4 separate regions of the Mus musculus genome follow, and all the other regions are linked to region 3. A link is a contact called in public HiChIP or PLAC-seq and promoter capture Hi-C data. All regions are on one chromosome and are shown on one strand. The core of a region is the stretch at or near the end of the contact, and the rest is flanking DNA. Distances in the headings are between cores, read along the strand shown. Region 1 holds the start of Trim37 (tripartite motif-containing 37). Region 2 overlaps Trim37 (tripartite motif-containing 37). Region 3 holds the start of Ppm1e (protein phosphatase 1E (PP2C domain containing)). Region 4 overlaps Tex14 (testis expressed gene 14).

Region 1 (2,700 bases), core at 139-2,638, 230 kb after region 3:
ACATCAATGCACACCCATGCACACACTAAATAAACAAACATTTGTAAAGATATCGTGATTAGAGGCAAACTAATTCAGAATCTGAATTTCTGTCCTGATGTAATCAACTAATTATGTGAGCCTGAAAATCTGCAGCCACTATAAATGCGAGTGTCCCTATTGACATTAAGTTAATAACTAAAAAAAAATTGAAAACAGGGAAGTTTACCCACGTCTATTTTTACTCCATTCCAGAAAAATTAAACCCTCCTAAAACCAAGAAAAGTTTACAAAACCTTCACACAACTTTCACAAGAGCAATTAAGTAGAAAATTACTGATGGTCATAACTGCAAGACCAGGTCCTGAGAGATGCGGACTCTTAACTGGCTTTGGGAAGACAATAAAACCATGGGGGTGAACTGGGTTAATCTCAAGAGCAATGCTCAGTAAGTTATCCCTTATTTTTAAAAAGCAAAAATCATGTAGTACTTTAGTCTCTGAACGGTTCACGCCCCCCAGCCCCCAAGCAATCGTTTTGATGATTCTAGCCTTTATGGAAATACCCCAATCATGAAATCATCTTACAAGAATCAATGCTGGAAACTACTAGTCTTTAAGTCAGTCGAGTGTGAGAGAGGTGTGTGTGTCCTACAAAATGAACCGCTGAGGGTGAAAAAAATGTTTAATCATGCAGAGCAAGTCGTGGCGAGAAAGCAGGGCAAGTCCTTCCGATGAATTTGCAATTTTGCTCTAGAAAGGCTCAGCCTGCAAACAGCGACGAGAGCAGGTGCCAAGGCATCGCTGGAGCTCCGCAGCACCTGACTGCGGAACAGATTCAGCACCGGGCATGCTGAGGGCTGGAAGCACTACCGCCGGGCCAGCCTCCCTCTCCGCGACTCGCAGAGGCTGCCTCCCACAGGGAGGGCGAGCGCATGGGGCCCCGGATAGAAAAGGAGCCCAGCCGCCACCCTCCGTGATGCCCCTCACCTCCACACTCTGCTCATCCATTGCCTCCGGCTCTCGGCGGGGCCCTCGGCGACCCTCGGAGTCCGTGTCTGCGCTGTCAGGCGCCGGCCCGAGGTCGCCAGGTCAGCTGCGCTCACCTCAGCAGGCTCCCACAACAGTGCCACCTCCGCGCCCCATCCCGTCGGGTTCCCCACCGGCTACCCCGCATTTCGCCATTTTTTTTTATCCGCGCGCCAGCCCTGGGGCGGAGAGGGAAGGGCTAGCGGTAGCCGCAACGCCTTCCTCCCGCCTCAGCAGCTGGCCTGCGTCCGCGTGGGAGCCCTGGCCCACGTGACGCCGGCGCGCGCGTGTGAAAACCGCCGCGGGGCCCGTCCGGGGCGGAACAGGCGCCACAGAGAATTCGCAAACACCAACGGTAACCAGGGCAGCTAGAGGCGCGGCAACGGGGCGGACGCGATGCGCACGCGCACTCGGCGTTGCGGGAGGGGAGGGGAGGGGCGGGGCGGAGCGGGGCGGGAGGAGAGGCGGGCGCCCGGTTCCCGCGGTGCGCGCAGCACACGAGACTTGGAGAGGCGGTGCCGCGGGGAGGCGTGTCGGGCGTCGGCGCGGTGCCCTTCGCCTCGCAGATTTTACCGCCAGTGATGTAGGCTCCTTGGTGCGTCCTAATTGGAAGAAGCCACGCTCCCGAGTATTAGGAAGGGACGGAGAGTCTTATTTGCGTTCCCATTGTTTGTGGGTCACCTAAGGAGACCCTGGAGCCGGGAACTCTTGCTTGGTTAGTGTTTGCTTTCCGCCTCTGGGAGGAAACGCAGACTTTAAGCTTTAAAAAAAAAAAAAAAAAAAAAAAAACTTAGTCCCCCTCCATAGTAAATGCATTTGAAAGCTCCAATTGTAATGGACCGGCGATTTCTCTTGACCTGTTATTTTGAGACAAGGTTTCTTTAGTTCATGATAGACTGGACGTATAGTGAAGTCTCCAAGCTTCCTGGAAGTAAGGATTGCAGGGGAGAGGTACCACGTCTTCTCATTTTGGTGAGACAATTGGATCCACATCCCACCGACTAAGGCTTTCTTGCAGCTTGAGTTGTTTTTGCTATGGGGACTAACAAAGAGTCTAGGGAATCGCTTCTAAATTCCTTCCAGAAGAGACCAGTTAGGGTGCAGAAATTGAGGGTATGTGAGACAAAAGGCGTTGGTCAAATACTTAAATCTTAATTCTTCTCTTAAGCTTATTACAAAGTTATTTATGAACCCAATCCAGAGAATTGATAATCTAGAAAGAATCTTTTCGTTACTAGCAACATTTTTTAAAAATTATATGAACTATAAACAAGATTTATGGAGGTAGGACGGATGGCCCAGAGGTTAAGAATACTTGCTACTCCGGGGGAGGACCACTCTCTAACCCTGCCTTTGGTCTCCAGCCTATACTCCAACTCCATTCTGCCCACCTAAAACACCCACACTCACATGCACATATATTAATATAACCCAAAATAATCTACACACACATAATTTAATTAAGTAGAGATAGAATATGCTTTCACAAGCTGGGCATGGTGGAGCACTCGTTTAGTCCCAGCATTTGGGGGACAGAGGCAGGTGGAGTTCCAGGACAATCAGGGATACACAATGACACCGTGTATTGAAAAACCAAAAGCAAAAAAGGCTTTCATTTCAAACCACTTATGGTCTTTGAACTAGATGCAGGCTGATAGTTGCAGAATAATTTTACTAACGTGTCCTGAATTGT
Region 2 (2,700 bases), core at 130-2,629, 150 kb after region 3:
TCTAAAGGACTCTTAACATTGTCTAAAAATCTTGCCTTCCCTGAAAGACTGTGCACTCATGGAGTGGGACCAAATTAATGGACTTTGCCCTTTTTCCTTGTCCATCAACAAATGATACAAGATCAAGCTAGGAAGTTGTTGCTGGCCCTGAGAAAGGTTTCCTTGTTGCTAAAGACATAGAAAATTAACAAACCTTGCCCATGAATCCTCAGGATGTGATTCAGAGTTCTTACCAAGTTTGCAACAGAAGCAACTATCTTGTCATTTTCAAAAAAGCTAGCCAATTCACTGAGACTTCTAGTTCACTGATATGACACAGAAAAGAAAGAGAGAGAGAGAGAGTGAGAGTGGAGAGCAGGCAGGCAGGCAGGCAACTATCAGCCAAATGAAGAGGTTCGCATCTGCAATCCCAGCATCGAGAGGCTCAGGAGGGAGAACTGCTATGAGTTCACAGCCATCCTGGGCTATTCACAGTGAAAATATGTCTCAAAATGGGGAGTGAAAGGCAGCTGCCAGGATGTAGCTGCTCTGCTGAACTCCTGGGTTCCACTGTTAACACATGAAAAATAAGCATACAGCTCAAGCCTAGAATCCCTGTTCTTTGGAAGTACAGTCAGGAAGATCAGAAGTTCAAGTCCAAGGCTAGCCTGGGCTACATAGTAACAAAGAAATACAGAGGCATACCCACATTGAACAGCTAAGTTTTCTAACTCTGAAAATACCCTATCACACTTAGGCATGTCTCACTTAAGACTTCTAAACAAGAGTGCTACTTTCATTACATTAATTTTATTTATTTTTGAATAGCTCGTCTTGATTACCCTAAAGGTGATCAGCACTAGTAAGCCATCACAGGTTGTATAACTCATCTGCTAGCTAATCTGGAGCAATGTTTTTAATAGCTGTGACAAGACTTTTCTCTGAATTGGGTATTCAGTCTTCAGTTTACAGAATTGTACAGCTTATCAATGGCGTGTGTGTTGTTTTTGTTGTTGTTAAATTAGGCTGCCAGTATAAAATCGTTAAAAAGAAGACAAATAGAAGGTTGTCCCAATTAGTTCCAGTTAGAAAGGAATGGGTCTGTTTATGACCATTATGTCTAAAAAAAACAAACAAAAACAAAAAAACAAAAAACAAAACCCAAAACACAACAAAGCAATTACATTGCACTGATACTTGGGAGCCGGGCGTGCTGACACATACCTACAACTCCAGCACTGGGAGGTCTGACAGGACTGAATTCTAATGTGATAACCAGACTGTATCAAAAACCCAAACCTAAAAACAACAAAAACAGAACAAAAATCCCCCGTGATCTTTGTAGTTCCGAACTCCCAGCTATTAAAGCAGAGAAATGAGGCCTTAAAGTTTCTTCAGACAGCCTCTTCCTCAAGGAGGAAGAGAAACCACAGCGACATGACAGAACACTTCCTCCATTTGACACAGTAAGAACTTTTTCCCCACGCCCCTTTTAACTTGACTTTTGGTCTTAAGACACATGGATTTAAGATAAGCCCACTCCTCACAATCTGACTGCTACTTCTACTCTGGCCTCAGACGTACTGGCTCATCACCTGACTGTCTACTCATGCCTTCAAGTGAAACTTCCAAGGGTACATTACAACTCAAGCATACAGAGATGGAAATTCTAAGCACTGACTCTAGGTTCAAATTCTAACCCTTACAAGGACCATTTCTGTGACTTTCAGTGAGGTAAGTTATATTTCTAAGTCTTTTTAAAAATTTTTTTGTTTTTTTAAATTATTTTCTTTATTTACATTTCAATTGTTATCCTCTTTCCTAGTTTCCCCTCCAAAAATCCCCTATCCGACTCCCCTCTGCCCCCTCCCCCTGCTCACCAACCCACCCACTCCCACTTCCTGGTCCTGGCATTCCCCTATACTGGGGCATAGAACCTTCACAGGACCAAGGGCCTCTCCTCCCACTGATAACTGACTAGGCCATCCTCTGCTACATATGCAACTAGAGCCATGACTCCCACCATGTGTTTTCTTTGAGAGATGGTTTAGTCCCAGGGAGCTCTGGGGGTACTGGTTAGTTCATATTGTTGTTCCTATGGGGCTGCAAGCCCCTTCAGTTCCTTGGGTCCTTTCTCTAGCTCCTTCACTGGGGACCCTGTGCTCTGTCCAATAGATGGCTGTGAGCCTCCACTTCTCTATTTGTCAGGTACTGTCAGAGCTTCTCAGAAGACAGCTTTATCAGGCTCCTGTCAGCAAGCTCTTCTTGGCATCCGCAATAGTGTCTGGGTTTGGTGGTTGTTTATGGGATGGATCCCCAGGTGGGGCAGTCTCTGGATGGTCATTCCTTCAGTCTCTGCTTCACACTTTGTCTCTTTAACTCCTTCCATTGGGTATTGTTCCCCCTTCTTCTTGAGTTTCATGTGTTTTGCAAATTGTATCTTGGGTATTCTGAGCTTCTGGACTATCCACTTATCAGTGAGTGCATATCATGTGTGTTCTATTTCTAAGTCTTAAATCACTTGTTTGTAAAATCAGAAATAAAAGAAGTTAATGACTATAAAGAATAATTTTGAGAATAACATAGCAAGAACTTACTAAATATCAACTTTTTTGATGATATACTTTTAGTTCCTCTATCAGAACACTTATCACACAATATTATCAAAGGCTATTTACCAGTGTCTTCAATATCTAATCTCTACTTCTTAAGTGGTTCTTC
Region 3 (2,700 bases), core at 196-2,695:
TGGTGAGAACGCACCCTCTTCTGTCATTAATAACTGACTGGAAATGGTATTTCTGATCCTAAATCCAGCTGAAACCCAGAAACAATAAATGGAGAGATGGAGTGGATAATTTGTGAGTACATGTTTTTTCAAAGCAGAGGGGAAAAATCACTATGTTTGTGCTGAATTACATGCTGCCGTGGACGTGGTAGTATGCAGCAATGATGCTATCATCCATACAGCTGTACAGCACAGCATCTTCAAAGCACCCACCACCAACATCATCACCATGAAGCCTGAAAATAATAGGTTTGTTTATAGTTTGGTAAGAAAATTAGAATAATTTAAAGTCATTTCAGTTCTAGCTTGGGGGAGGGAGTAAGAAGAGACACAGGAGGTGGTGGGGAAGAACAAACAAAATATAGACAAAATACGGATTATATGGTAGGATAATATAATATAATGACATGCATTATACAGAAACTAAGCAGGGGTTTTTGGGTGATGGAAAACTTACAAGTGAAATCTACCACTTCAATCTCGGATTGAATTCTTGTTGCATCGCTTGCTTTTGACCTTGAGCAAAGTCACTGTTTTGAAGGCTTGTTTCCTCATCTGTAAAACAGAATCCTAACGGTAATAACCTTTGCCTTAAAAGGCTGTGAGGATTAGAGACGAACACGTGTAAACTGCAAAGCCCTATATAAATAAGACATTGTGTAGATACGAGGCACAGCTAGATTTTCATAGAGCAGAGTTAAGGGGAAAGATTCTAAAGGCTTTGGAGACTTTGAAAGGGGCTCTAACACCAATGCCACAGCTAGAAAGTCTTGACTTTTAAGCAAGCGAATTACTGTTTAATTTCTCACGTTCATCTTTTTGAGAAAGGAGGATACATAGAATCAAACGAAAGAACCTAGACAAAGGAAACTACCCTTTTTGGGTGCTCGTGCCTGGACCTTTACTTTTTCAACACATATCATTAGTAAAAGGTGTTTACTGCGTGCCATCGGATCAAGAGATATACTACGGCAAGGCAAGCAGATAAGGAAACTGAAGTCAGTACACTCCTGGTGGAACCAACAGAGATGTCTCAGTGCTTATCATGAAACTAGGGTCTTCACCCCACAAAGACCATTCGAAGTTGGAGTGCAGGAGTCCAGCGTCCTTACCACTCCACAGACTCGACGGGAGGGACCTTGGAATTCTTAATTAGAACCGGTTGCCATGGCGACAGTCTCTAGGCAGCGTGGGCTGAGCTCTCGGTAGGGATTGCGGGTGGGCCGCCGCTGGACCCTGTGCGCGCGCCCGCCACCAACTTTCCCTCCAGACCGGAGCGGGGTGGCGCGCTCCGCCCCCGCCCCCGGGCCGCGCACGTCCGAGCTCGGTGGCGCGCACGCCTGCGGGAGCCCTCTCCAGGCAACCCAGTGCTGATCGCCGGTGCCCGTGCGGCCGTTCCCCCTCCGTAGCGGGAGGCGAGGCTCCGAAGCAGCCCCCTCCTCCTCCTGGGCTCACCTCCCACCCCCTTCCCGGTGGACCTCGGGGCATGAGCAACGATGGCGGGCTGCATCCCTGAGGAGAAAACTTACCGGCGCTTCCTGGAGCTGTTCCTGGGCGAGTTCCGCGGACCGTGCGGTGGCGGCGAGCCAGAGCCCGAACCCGAATCCGAGCCCGAGCCCGAGCCCGAAGCCGAGCTAGTCGCGGCTGAGGCGGCCGAGGCTTCGGGGGAGGAACCGGGGGAGGACGCTGCGACGGTAGAGGCGACCGAGGAGGGGGAGCAGGACCAAGACCCCGAGCCCGAAGACGAGGCGGTGGAGGAGGAGACGGCGACGGAGGGCGAGGAGGAGGAAGAGGAGGAAGCGGCTGCCCCGGGGCACTCGGCCGTGCCGCCACCGCCGCAGCCCCAGCTGCCACCGCTGCCCCCGCTCCCACGGCCGCTGTCGGAGCGCATCACCCGAGAGGAGGTGGAGGGCGAGAGCCTGGACCTGTGCCTGCAGCAGCTCTACAAATAGTTAAGTAGCGGGGCTCGGCCGCGGGTGGGCCGCCATCCCCGGGGTGCCGGCCTGGGTTCCCGTCCCCGCTACCCATGTCCCCGCGGGGCACCCGGGCGGGGTCCCCCCCGCCTGCCCCCGGCCCCTCTTCGCTGGCCCTCTCGGCCAGCTTCTCGGCCACTTCGCACACCTTCCTCCAGAACCTTCCTGCCAAGGTCTTCCCTCCCGTCTTGGGCTCCCCATTCTTCCCTGCGCCTTTCTTCCCGGGGTTTCCTCCCACCTTCGTCTGTCTGTCCTTTCCCGGGCTGCGTTCCTTGTTGGGCGGTGGGGACGCGCGACTCCTTTACAGGCAGTAAGAGGTGCCTTTCTACATAACCGCAACAAAGCTAATACCGTCGGTGCCCAGAGGAGCCCAGACCCCTAGATTTTCCGTCAGGCGCTCACTGTTGAAATGAAAAGGCTCTATAGATGGCTTTCTTACGTGAGAGCCTAGTATCATACTTTGCAGACATTTGACAGCATATAATTGAGAGCGGTAGGGAGGAATTGGGAAGGAAGGGTAAGTAAAACCCTACCGAGCAAGCCGTTAGGTGAAAAGACGAGGTCGTAAGTCAGAAAAGTCAGCCTGGTTGGATAAAATTGCAATTAAGTGCAGTATTTTCAGTCCATTAAGTAGATGGGGTGGGAGGTGGGAGAAAAGCAGATGGCTTAGCTACCCAGATGCAAGTCT
Region 4 (2,700 bases), core at 129-2,628, 160 kb before region 3:
AGTTGTCCTCTGGCATACTGTGACACATTTATCCTTGTGTATGTGAAGGCAATAAAGAAATCTGCATGTGTACTTCAGTGTGTCTTAGTTACTCTTCCTGTTCCTGTGATAAAATGCCCTGAACAACACTGTGACAGGGAGGCTCTGGCAGCCAGTCATGTTCCTTCTGTAGACAAGAGGCAGAGAACAAAGGCTATTTGTTTGTGCTCAGCTAGTTTTCTCTTTTCCTGTAGTCTAGGACCCCAGCCTAGGGAAAGACAGTCCTTTAGGATGGGTCTTCCCACCTCAACTAACCTAGAGATAATCCCCCACAGGACATGCACAGGGGCTAACCCTGTCTAAACAACTCCTCAACAAGTAAGCCTGGAGATCCGTATCCTAGGTGATCCTAGACTCTTTCCAGTTAGCAGTCAGCACGAACCATCACAATGTAGATGTGAACGTTACACAAAGAGCTAAGAGTACTTGTTTTTGTTTCACAGATGATGAATAAAAATCCTCATGGCTTGGCAGCTGGAGAGGTGGTTCAGCAGTTACTTACTTCTCTTCCAGAGGTCCTGGGTTTAATTCTCAGCACCTACATGTGAGCACATGGTGCTCACAACTGGCCGTAACTAGCACCAAGGGCTCCAACACCCTCTTCTGGCCTCCTCAGTCACCAGGCACAAAATGTCTTGTACATTCACACATGCAGGCTGAGGTGGTTTAAATAAGAATGGGCCACATAGGTTCATATATTTGACCTCTTGTTAGTCCCCTTGGGAACTATTTGAAAGGATTAGGAGTTGTGGTCTTGGTGAAAACAGAAGTGTGTCCCTGAGGGTGGACTTTGAGGTTTCAATAGTCCACAGCCAAGCCCAGTATCTCTGTCTGCTGCTGAGCCTGTGGATCAGGATGTAGCTCTCAGATAACCTGCTTCAGCACCTCATATGCCACCATGCTCTCTGCCATGATGATAATGGACTAAGCCTCTGAAATGGTAAGCCAGCCCCCAATTATATGCTTTCTTTTATAAGACTTGCTGTGGTTATCATGTCTCTTCATAATGACTAAGACAAAGGTAAAACATTCATAATAACTGAAAGATATACTCGTGGTCTGAAGTTTAAATTGATCTCTTACGACCTCAGAAGACTCTGATGAATTGTACAGACTGACCTAACTAACAATGAGGGAAATAATGCTTAAATTGCTATTCACTGCAAACAAATCCTTTTACAGCTGGATGCAACGTTAATAATGGGCTTATCCAAAACTACCAGGAGCCTAATGTTGCCCTAAGCTGGCTCTCCTTGTCTTTCTGAACACGTACCTTCCTGGTGAAGAGACAGAATAGGGAAGTTAGTACAATTTCAACATTTCCTTTGCTAAAGGGAAGGGATTAATAACCTTTCCGCTCTGAAGTCTGAGAAGAGTAGCCCTGGGCAGTTAAAGCTGAGAGCAACCTGAAACACTGGGCCCCTCAGGAGCATGGTACACTCCATGTGCTCGCACTGTCTTAGACATGAGGATATTGTAGCTGTGCAGAACTTGAGAGTTCTTAAGACACCACAGATTAAAGACAAGTGAGGGAGTCCGGTTTTTAAAACGACAGTGAAATCTCAAGAGTAAAATATATAAGAAGTAATCAATTCTTTATGCACGTGCTATATTTGGGTCCTGATCACTATCTGGCCAGAACACTCATTTTTTTCCAATTCAGACAGAAATTCGGTAAGACACTGCAACTAATTTCCTTGGACATTACTTTTGCTATACCCTTCAGAAATTCCCTACACACTTAAGAGCTGTTACCTTTTGCCTCTCTTTTCACAACAAAATTCCTCAGAAAATCTTGACCACCCCCGTTCCCTGACTAGAGCTGCTCCAGGGAAGTCAATGTGTTCAATGTAGAGCCCATCTTTCCAGGCCTCAGATGGTACAAAGAGTAAATGCTTTTGTTGTTCGTGTTTCTAAGTAAATGTGACTCTGTACCATGTTCTTCAAAAGACTTCATTATTGGGCCACCGAAATGGCTCAGCTCAGCAGTAAAGGTATGTGCCACATAAGCCTGCTAAAGTGAGTTTGATCTCTAGAGCCCACACAAAAGTGAAAGTAAAAAACAGACTCCAAAATGTTATCCCCTGGCCTCTGCACCTGAGCCATGGCTCACACACATGCATCACCACAAGCACGATGACATTAAAAACAGACCTAGTATATTACTATAGTGTATCATTCTCAACAGTTCTCTCTATCCCCCACCTCTTTAGGTTTTTGGTTTGAGGACATGGGGTGGGGTGAGACAGGGTCTAGGCTAGGCTTGAATGCTATCTATATTATTTAAGCCACTATAGCCCTGTATAATTAATATATCTAATTTGTATAGCTAACATTTTGGTGTTATAATATACAACAACTCAGGTGAATTCATCAGATCCCTGTGTGCACCTTGGTTCTGCCAGGCTGTACCACTTACGCTGTAGAACTTCTCAGTGCCCACAGACGTGTCACAGCTTGCTTGAGAGGCTTCATTCTGCTCTGGCTGCTCGTGGTTTCTGAAGAATGGGTATCTAATACCTAGTGATCATGACACAATCAGACATCATATGATCATTCAGTGGCACTCATGGAGCAGGAAAAGGCAGAAGGAATATTAGACTAGAGATATAAAGAGTAGCTAAATTCTCTAAGTTATATAGATATAGACACTGTGAATTT

What was found. Promoter capture Hi-C pulls out the DNA fragments that hold promoters and counts their contacts. HiChIP or PLAC-seq counts read pairs in DNA pulled down with a chosen protein or histone mark.
Region 1: a contact with region 3 is called in an HNF4G HiChIP or PLAC-seq map of pancreatic cancer cells. The contact joins the promoter of Trim37 here to the promoter of Ppm1e in region 3. A contact is called at or near these places in 6 of 39 promoter capture datasets (the 3T3-L1 cell line, the C10 cell line, the HPC-7 cell line and 3 more), 3 of 484 Hi-C or Micro-C datasets (embryonic stem cells and nephron progenitors), 1 of 115 datasets of contacts at active chromatin or transcription factors (pancreatic cancer cells) and 1 of 9 other capture datasets (pancreatic islet).
Region 2: a promoter capture Hi-C map of hematopoietic stem and progenitor cells shows a contact between it and region 3, with 3 times the contacts expected there. The contact joins the enhancer-like site here to the promoter of Ppm1e in region 3. A contact is called at or near these places in 8 of 39 promoter capture datasets (the C10 cell line, the HPC-7 cell line, cancer-associated fibroblasts and 4 more), 6 of 484 Hi-C or Micro-C datasets (the HL-1 cell line, the N1E-115 cell line, bone marrow-derived macrophages and 2 more), 15 of 115 datasets of contacts at active chromatin or transcription factors (the 230-238 cell line, the HPC-7 cell line, acute myeloid leukemia and 9 more) and 2 of 9 other capture datasets (adipose tissue and liver).
Region 4: an H3K27ac HiChIP or PLAC-seq map of microglia shows a contact between it and region 3, with 5 times the contacts expected there. The contact joins the enhancer-like site here to the promoter of Ppm1e in region 3. A contact is called at or near these places in 10 of 39 promoter capture datasets (the 3T3-L1 cell line, the HPC-7 cell line, embryonic stem cells and 5 more), 1 of 115 datasets of contacts at active chromatin or transcription factors (microglia) and 2 of 9 other capture datasets (adipose tissue and liver).

Annotation. Positions count from the first base shown.
Region 1 is chr11:87,125,763-87,128,462 of GRCm38.p6, reverse strand. Trim37 (tripartite motif-containing 37) reads right to left here and starts at 1,388. Exons shown (of 24, transcript NM_197987.2): 1 at 969-1,388. The coding sequence starts at 989.
Region 2 is chr11:87,211,205-87,213,904 of GRCm38.p6, reverse strand. All of the region lies in intron 22 of Trim37 (tripartite motif-containing 37), which reads right to left. Among named protein-coding and RNA genes, the nearest start is that of Trim37, 85 kb to the right of the region's middle. Within about 2 kb of position 1,379, at least 24 of the 459 cell types and tissues checked have an H3K27ac peak or open chromatin away from gene starts, as enhancers often do. A contact at or near this core is called in bone marrow-derived macrophages, hematopoietic stem and progenitor cells and macrophages, where this site is marked.
Region 3 is chr11:87,357,739-87,360,438 of GRCm38.p6, reverse strand. It overlaps Ppm1e (protein phosphatase 1E (PP2C domain containing)), which reads left to right and starts at 1,445. Exons shown (of 7, transcript NM_177167.4): 1 at 1,445-1,990. The coding sequence starts at 1,536. It overlaps Gm33937 (a long non-coding RNA gene), which reads right to left. Exons shown (of 5, transcript XR_003949755.1): 1 at 2,546-2,700; 2 at 1,569-2,413; 3 at 497-594; 4 at 171-275.
Region 4 is chr11:87,522,354-87,525,053 of GRCm38.p6, reverse strand. Tex14 (testis expressed gene 14) reads right to left here. Exons shown (of 31, transcript NM_031386.2): 18 at 2,459-2,559. Among named protein-coding and RNA genes, the nearest start is that of Gm34000, 43 kb to the left of the region's middle. Within about 2 kb of position 1,378, at least 32 of the 459 cell types and tissues checked have an H3K27ac peak or open chromatin away from gene starts, as enhancers often do. A contact at or near this core is called in microglia and neutrophils, where this site is marked.